Linked DNA regions of Rattus norvegicus: region 1 is linked to region 2. Evidence: chromatin contacts called from public Hi-C data. All regions are on one chromosome and are shown on one strand. Each heading gives the region's core, a stretch centred on a gene start, on an enhancer-like site or on the middle of the called end of the contact. The rest is flanking DNA. Distances are from core to core; before and after follow the strand shown.

Region 1 (4,168 bases), core at 150-2,649, 97 kb after region 2:
CAAATTTGAAACTATAGGTCTCATTTATTTCTAGTTCCTCAGCTGGCAAATATGAAAAGCACTCCAGTAGTAAAAGACGAAGAAATAACTTACATTGGATGGAAAATGTTAGGAAAGTGCGGGCTAGACAATTCTGAGTCACTTCTGAGATAGCTAATGGAATATGGACTCCAGTCCACTCATTAAAGTGTGGGTTGAAACGTTGCTTTATTTTTCAAGAATTTCCATGGGAGGCACTTGGAGAGAAAAACAGGAGGTAGTCATACTAGACTGCAGCCAGAAAAGGACCTTTGAGAGCAGTGAGATACTGGCACAAACAAGATACTCCACAGCACAGACAGAGTTGGTGGGATCAGTGATTTTAGACGGCTTTGTGTCACTATTTGAACAGTAAAATGCCGTCTTTAAAAACTTCCTCTAGGTGAGTAAATGTTGCTTATAAGTTACTTTTCATTCTCTTCCAAGTTTATAAATAAAGCAGAGGTTGTCTAAAATTAAAAATATTAGATGTCTCTATTTCTTGCAAAGAAGAAAATTATTCTTAAATAGGGAATAGTTTTAGACTCACAGTTTTCTTTGTAAGAATTATTAGCTTTTATGTCAACAAATGAACACAGACAAAATAAAGTTTAAAAAGACCACTTAACTATCAGATATTACGTTAGATTAATACCCAGATACCTAATATTTGCTTCATGGGAAAACATGTCTAGTACTCTCCAAGCAATCCTCCCCAATTAGACAAGTGTCAACTCCATCTGGTGAGAACACATGGTAGAAAGAAGACAGTGCAAATCCTAGTACTTTCACACACTAAAGTTGCAAAACCTCTAAAAAGAAAAAAATAGCATCTAATGCCAGAGATTATGTGATAGATACACACACACACACACACACACACACACACACACACAAGCAATCCATGTTGAAGTACAATCAAACATGTGTAAAAACAGCTGCAGAAAGCATTGTTAGACCTCTACAGATGTCAAATTCACATCTTTTACTCATCTCACTGCAAAGTGTTTGAAATTGTGGGGATGCTCCGCCACTTCAAACAAATATTTTCCTTCAGCTTTGTAAATTAACAACAAATTCATTAACTTCAATTTTGCTATTTGGATTTTAAACTTATCATTCACCTAAGGATGTCCCAGATATTTCAAAGATTGTGAAATAGAGTTATATTTCACCCTTTATGAAACTATTTAACAATTTCCAATTTTGGGTACCACATACCCCAAGAGACAGCGAAAGAACACTAGGGACTTCAACAATACCCAAGAACAACTTTGTGGAAAGATCAGAAAGGAAATGATGCCCCCTGCTGTTTACGAGGTGACAAAGGCCCAGCAGGACTTGCTCTGGATGTGTGAGTCATGAACACACAGAGAGAGGCTGAGTGCTTTCCTCCAGTACTTTCCTTGCAGCACGCAGTAACACACTTATGACCAGAAGGACATGACCAAACTACTACAGACAATTCCAGCTTTTGTCTTTCTCTGCATTTTACAAAGGTGTGAACTTGCCTGTCTTGCCTTTGATCTTTAAAACATCTGAAGGTGATATGTGCTCATCAATATGATTGTGTAATAATTCAAGAGTATTGCTTGCTCTGTTTATTAGTGATGACTGCCTAGAGACAGAACAAGAACTATCTGAAGAAGTACTTCTGCCTTTGCCCAGAAGAGAAACTAGTAAAACGTGAGAAGACCAGAACTTAGAGTTTTTAAATGACCTAATATTGGTTTCATATAACTCTGAAAAGTTCATATAACTCAACATATATTTTACAATAATTGATAAGTGACATCTATACACTCCTATTGATCCAAGGTACACATATGATTAAGACTCTGAACTTAGATGACTCACGTCAAATCTCACCAGCACGAGTAGCTATTTGGGTTCAGATTGTTTGCTCGGTTTTTATGCCTGCTCTTCCTTATCCACAAAATATGAGTAACATTTGCAGCTACCTCATTAGGCCGAATAGAATACAACATAGAGATAAGGACATTTAGCATGAGGGATTAAAAGTATAAATATTACACATCATTTTATTTCTTCAAAACTCATTGCAATGATTTTTGCGAAACAAAATTTTCATAATAAAATAATTAAAATACTCAGTAACAATCAAGAGATAAATATCTGGGGCTGGAGAGTTGGCTCTGAGATTAAGGGCACCAGCTCCACGTGGCAGTTCAGAACCATCTGCAACTCCAGTTCCATTGTATTTCATGACCTTTTCTGGCCTTGATGGGAACTATGCACATGTGGTGCACAGACATACTTCCAGGCAAAGCACCAATACATAGAAATTAAAAATAAGATATTCTTCTCAAAATAGAAAAAGGATTTAAATATTTCTGAGTAGGAAAGAGCATTTTCTCTTCATAGACACCTTCATAGCTACTTTAATCAGAAAAAAATTCTTAGTGAGATATAGTTGGATAAATAACATCTCATTGTAGACTTATGTCTAATGTGCGGAGTGCAATTTCTTGTACTGTTTTCAGTCCTCAGTTTAGACTTTTCTGATGAGTGTCTGAGACTATAATGGTCAAGATTAATTTTTTCTTTTTGTACTGTCAAGGCTAGATCCTCAGGGGACACTTGGTCTTGAGAGGAACCTCAAGCTTCTCTAGCCTTCCTTTTACCAGCTGTCCATCAAATTGAGACTTGATCAAAGCCCTTGATCAGTCTCACTGTGTCTTCTCCTAAAAGTGTGGGAGTCTTTCCTCTGCATTGGCTTTCTACTGGTAGAAAATATTTTTGAGAGATGAGACACAGTCTCCTGGGACCTTATTGACCTTGAAGGGCAAGAGAAAAAGTATTCTCTCTCAATCTCTCTCAATCTCTCTGACCACATTAGAATAGTCTGCAAGTATGATTATTAAATACCTAGAAGATAAGTCATACCAATCTAGTGCTTTTAATTATTGCATAATATTTCAATAACCAGACATTTCTAACTCAACCTTGATTAAACATACATTTTGACCAATCCTTGTAATTGCTATCTTTGTTCTTATGAACTATATGTGTTATCTCTAAGTCTCATCCTCTATGTTCCTTGCATAATTTCTTTGTTGCTGAGAGTGATTTGAATTGTACAGGCCTGACTCAAGAGGTTTTAGAGGAGAAGAATTTTGGTATGTGCTGTAAAGACTGCTTTTGTATTGTAAAGACTGTATTTTGTATTTTGGTAAAGAATGTGGTTGCTTTTTGCCCTTGTCTGAAGAGTCGGCCTGAGGCTAAAGTGAAAAGACTCAGATTAATTAAATATGCAAAAGAAGGCTCAGAAATGCCCATCAGAGATTTTATTCTCTGGGTAAGTCTCATGAAGAGCATTTTAATGAAAAAAAGGAAGTTGAGAAAGGAAAAATACAAAATATATGGTTCGAGTATTAAAGGGACACCTGGAAGTGAAATGGTGCTGAATCCTGTGTTCAAGGATATTACATTGAACTAAGGAAGTAATGACCTTGGGGCAAGATCACACCCAGCTCAGTTATCTCCAGGCAACTTAGTACAAATCTTTAATCCCAAGAAATAGGCATAAAGATCTTTAAATTAAGGTTAATCTACAGAGCAAGATCCAGGACAGCCAAAGTTAGGCAATGAAGGAGTTAGAAAAGAAGAAGCTAGTGATAATGTAATTGACCAAGGAGGGCCATGTTCCAGCTCCTGCAAGCAGCAGAACTCAGCAGCTTTGGCCATGTGTCTCTGGCTTTATATTCAAGAGGAGAAGGAGACAATTGATGCTGATTAGCTGGAGCCAAGAAAGAGAGCAGCATCACTGAGATGAAATCTTCTGGGAAGTATTTTTTGAGAACTGTGTACCAGAGGTGCCAAGGGTGTACCTCATGCTGCAGCTGAACTTGCTAGTGTGTAAGAGTCACCCAGGTGGTACTGGTTTTGAAGGCGCCATGAAGAGCAGCTGTGGATGGGCACTGTGAGAGGCTGTGGAAAGCCATTAGTGAAGGTGCACCCTCTGTTGCAATTAATGGCCCAGGACTGAAGAGGTCAGGCAAAGGAGTTGAGGCTTGGTGCCATGAAGAGAGCCTAGGAAAGGCTATTGGTGAAGCCTAGATGCAATGGAAGACCCCAGTGTATTGAAGATGCCAGTGCCATGGGATGATCACCAAGAACAACAGCAACA
Region 2 (4,138 bases), core at 944-3,443:
GGTTGGAGTTTGTCTGCTATTTAATGACACCAAGGAAAAAGGATTTGGCCCAAAGGCAGGACTTTCTGAACTATACCTCCTATTCTTAATGTATGTAAATTAATATTAGAGAACAGTAAACCCCTCATTTTTAAGTAAGACCTAGAGAATAAATTCAATGACCTAGATGAGAGTTTTAGCACAAGACCTATTCTCAAAAGCTTTTGAGCATCCTATATTTTCATTTACATACATATTTGATTACTTTTGTACTTTACAAAAGTTAAGTGCATCGTTTTAATATAAATTGAGAATAAAGTCTCTATAGATATTTTAGAGTAGGTTTTCTGGTAGGGGAGGGGAGTGAGCAGATTCACTGATACTCAGACATTTTCCTTCTATCCTAATGTTGCAGTCTGCTTTCCTCTTTTCTGACTTCTTTGTTCTCCAGTTTGAAAACAACACAGACTTTTCATGGCATTATGAGGAAATTCGTTTCACCCTTCATAAATTCCCTCTCTTTTTGAAACATAGAAACTGATTTTAAAAGTTTCAAGATTTTAGAAAAGTGCACCCTCTATGGGACTATTGACAGACTTGAATTTTATCTCCAGAACGTTATAGGATTTCTAAAACTGCTAAATAGTTTCTAAATATCTTTAGAGAAAAATTCAGAAAGGCAGGAAAAAAAACATATACAGATAGATGGATATACACATGAGAAAGACAATAGTAGACATGGTTAACACATTACAAAGTTTTGAAAGCTTGAGTTTGATGCTAACAGTGACGAAGATCTATGCTGGCCTCTTACAGTGAGAATGTGTCTATTTCTGACACTTCGATCTTCAAAAGTTAAGGTTAATATCAATGACGCCCGTTTTATTTTATTTTTTTTAAAGTTTTGTCCTATAGTAGCCATGCCATTTTGCTTAACAATATGACTCACCACTAACATATGTAACCCACACAGGGGAAACAAACAAACAAACAAGAAAACAGTAACCAAGCAAGATATGCCTTAAAAGAAAGGAAAATAGAAGGAACAGGGGGAAGGGAAGGGAACCGGAAAGGAAGGAAGGAAGGAAGGAAGGAAGGAAGGAAGGAAGGAAGGAAGGAGGGAGGGAGGGAGGGAGGGAGGGAGGGAAGGAAGGAAGGAAGGAAGGAGAGAGAGAGGGAGGGAGGGAGGGAGGGATTTAAGGGAAAAGTCCTTCTCAATACTCTATTCCAAGTAAGTTATATATAAGGCGTGCTGATTGTCTGCCTTCAGCCATTCTCCCAGGAACTACACTATCCCAATAATCAAGTCAGTAGGGTGGGAAAGTACCGCAGTTTAAGAAATCTGGTTTCTATCAGCGTCTGTCATGAAGAAATAAACTTGACTCCCTCTCAGTAAGCAAACAAGATTTTAAGATCAGAGATGAAAACGTTAGGAGGGGAGGATAAAGCTTTGGAAAGAAAGGAATGAAGAGCAAAGACAAAGGAAACTCCGAACTATCAGGGTTGCTGCAGAGGTTTTTCTAAACAAAGACTGCTGCTGAAGTTCGAACAGGAAAGACTCCACCCTGCCCTGCTTCTGCAGCAGCAGCGGCGGCGGCGGCGGCGGCGGCGGCTTTCCCAGCTTGGAAAGCGCCAGCCCACACAACAGACCTCTAACTAAAAAGTGCCTCCGGTTAAGCACTCTTTTCTTTTAAACATCACACTCTTACGTTCGGGCAAAAGGACTGATCGGATCCTCGCTCTTAGAGGATGTCAGAAACTAACTTTTTGCCAGGGCACACACAGAAGCTCCGGATTTGCAGACGTGCCTAGTCTCCAGAGCCAAGCTGTTTCCCAGGTGCAAATCCTACAGCCCCCTTCTCAAACTTCAAACCAGAGTCTTCCCTTCACGCTCCTCCTGAAGCTTAACATTCCATCTAGTTCCCAAACCAAGCCATAAACACCATAAGCAAAGCAAAAGGCAAACTCACCATTCTCTTGTTCCTGGGCTTTTATTGAGACACAGTACCCTAATAAAACAAAAAGAATGAGGAGAGGTCTTGCTACCACCCAGTTTGCCATCATGCCTAAATATGAGACATGTGGGTCCTCCTGGGATCGAAGAGTAGATATGGAGGTCACTGTAGCACCATGAATTTGGCTGGGGTCTCTTTTTCAGCACCAGTCCCAGGGGCTGCCTCAGTCTGTTTCAGCACCAGCTCCAGCAGAGTCTGTGAAAACTTTTTTCAAGCGACGCAGCTTTAAATAGGAAGAATGCTGCCTCCACTTCTTTTCCTGCCCCTTTCAGCTTGTTCAGGCCCATAACCATCCAGTGTCTGCCAAGCAACCCTCTGATTGATGGTAAGCAACCAAATCAGAGCGCAGGACTCTGCGACTTGAGTTTTCAGTATTCCTTGTAGATTTTAAGCGCAGAGGCAGCTTCCCAACAGAGACGAACTTTTATTTCTTCTTCTGTTTGAGTGTGTATGCCTTTTCTTTTCTTCTCTTTTTTTAAAAGAAAGCCTATTAGAAGGAGTCTGCTCCTCCCTCCCTAACTCTTCCCCCAGACACACACCCACTGACTTTTTCCAGAGACACTAAAAAAGCTTTAGGGAGGATTACAGCCTTTTAGTGGATTTGTTTTTCTTTTGCATTTAGATAATTCAGACTTCTCTTCATCACTTAAGCCTTTAAAACGTCACTTTTTAACCTGTTCTTTTGACAGCAGAGGAATGATTCTTGTCCCGATTTTCACTGTGCTCCCTTTCTCATGCTGTGAGAGGATTCTGGAAGAGAGAAGAGGCAGAATACACCCGACTCAAAATGAACTTGAGGTCCTTTTCATTGAGTTGCTTCCATGTCGCTTAAGGAGACATAGCTATACATTCTCCTTGTCACAGAGCATTTTACTGTGTTTTTTTTTTTTTAAAAAAGTCCACCAAGCTTGTTGACTGAGGAAAACACACTGCTTTAGGTCTCAGAAAGGGTGGGTTCCCACATCAGATCTGCCACTCACCAATTTTGTGAATTTATACATAGTCTTTATCTGTCCAATTTTCTTGTTGGAAAGGGGGCTTTGGCCTGACGAGTGTGCAGGATCTGGTGATACTAAACTGAGTAATATGCTATTAACTAGATTCCAAATTGCAAAGAGCTACATAAAAGTGGATGGCGCTGTCATTAGCCCCCACACCAGCTTTCCAGGGAACATGGTAGTCCCAGCTGTATATGTCTCTTAAGAGCAAGTCATTAACTTTTTGCCCTACTCAAGCTTGACAAGATTTAAATGCCCTCAGTGTTTTTAAAAGTCTAATACATTTGATATTGTGAGTTCTCGAGGAACAGAATTAAGTCACACACAACACGTATGACTCAAGTCTTCGTAGTTTCTCAGCACTGAACAGGTACTCTGAGACACCCTGAATATTGGAGGGAATATGGCATACTGGAAACAAAGGCAGAATCTATCACCTTTAAAAAACGTATTATGTAAATGCTGAAAAAAATACATCTATATGAAACAAAAAATACAAACCAGATATACAGCTATTTGTGGAATGAATTAAACCCAAAATAAATACAAAAAAAGAATAGTCTAAAATTAGAATAGGTATATAAAACTTCATTTACTGTTTAATTTCCTTAATAAAAGAAAAAAATCCAAAAGAGGTAGAGCTAGGCTCTGGAGAAGTTCCCAAAACAACTTTCTCGCCCTGTACCATAGAGAATAACTTGACATCAAGACCTGTCTATGTCTAGTGAATTCTTTCACCAACATACTGCTGTTCCCATGGCTGTCTTGCTCACACTTAATGAATGGGTTAAATAAGGAACAAAAATCAAATTTCTTCTAATTATTTGAACAATAGCTGAAAAAACCCATGATGTAAAAGCTCTTGTTAATCCTTCATCAAAGGAATGTTGTTTTGCAACAGATGGAAATCACTTCAGAAAACCTCAATCAATTAAAATGCAGAATCATGTAACCCAGTCTCAATGTTATATCTATCAAACTACTCTTGAACATAAGGCTCAGAGAACATTGAGGAAGAAGAGGCAGAAAGTCCGTAAGAATAAAGGAATCATAGAAATGTCAGAAGCTATATGCATAAAATCTCACCACCATGTCTGCCTCACCATGAACTGAACAAGGAAAACAACAATAAACATGCCCAACTTG

What was found. Hi-C and Micro-C count contacts between places; a contact is called where the count stands out from the background.
Region 1: a contact with region 2 is called in a Hi-C map of the A7r5 cell line, with 5 times the contacts expected there. The contact joins the enhancer-like site here to the promoter of Col5a2 in region 2. A contact is called at or near these places in 4 of 12 Hi-C or Micro-C datasets (the A7r5 cell line, the Rat2 cell line, Schwann cells and 1 more).

The regions. Positions count from the first base shown.
Region 1 is chr9:55,185,867-55,190,034 of GRCr8, forward strand. The region is part of intron 1 of LOC134480367 (a long non-coding RNA gene); the gene reads right to left. Among named protein-coding and RNA genes, the nearest start is that of Col5a2, 98 kb to the left of the region's middle. Within about 2 kb of position 1,400, at least 7 of the 93 cell types and tissues checked have an H3K27ac peak or open chromatin away from gene starts, as enhancers often do. A contact at or near this core is called in the A7r5 cell line, where this site is marked.
Region 2 is chr9:55,087,958-55,092,095 of GRCr8, forward strand. It overlaps Col5a2 (collagen type V alpha 2 chain), which reads right to left and starts at 2,194. Exons shown (of 54, transcript NM_001399195.1): 1 at 1,950-2,194. The coding sequence starts at 2,043.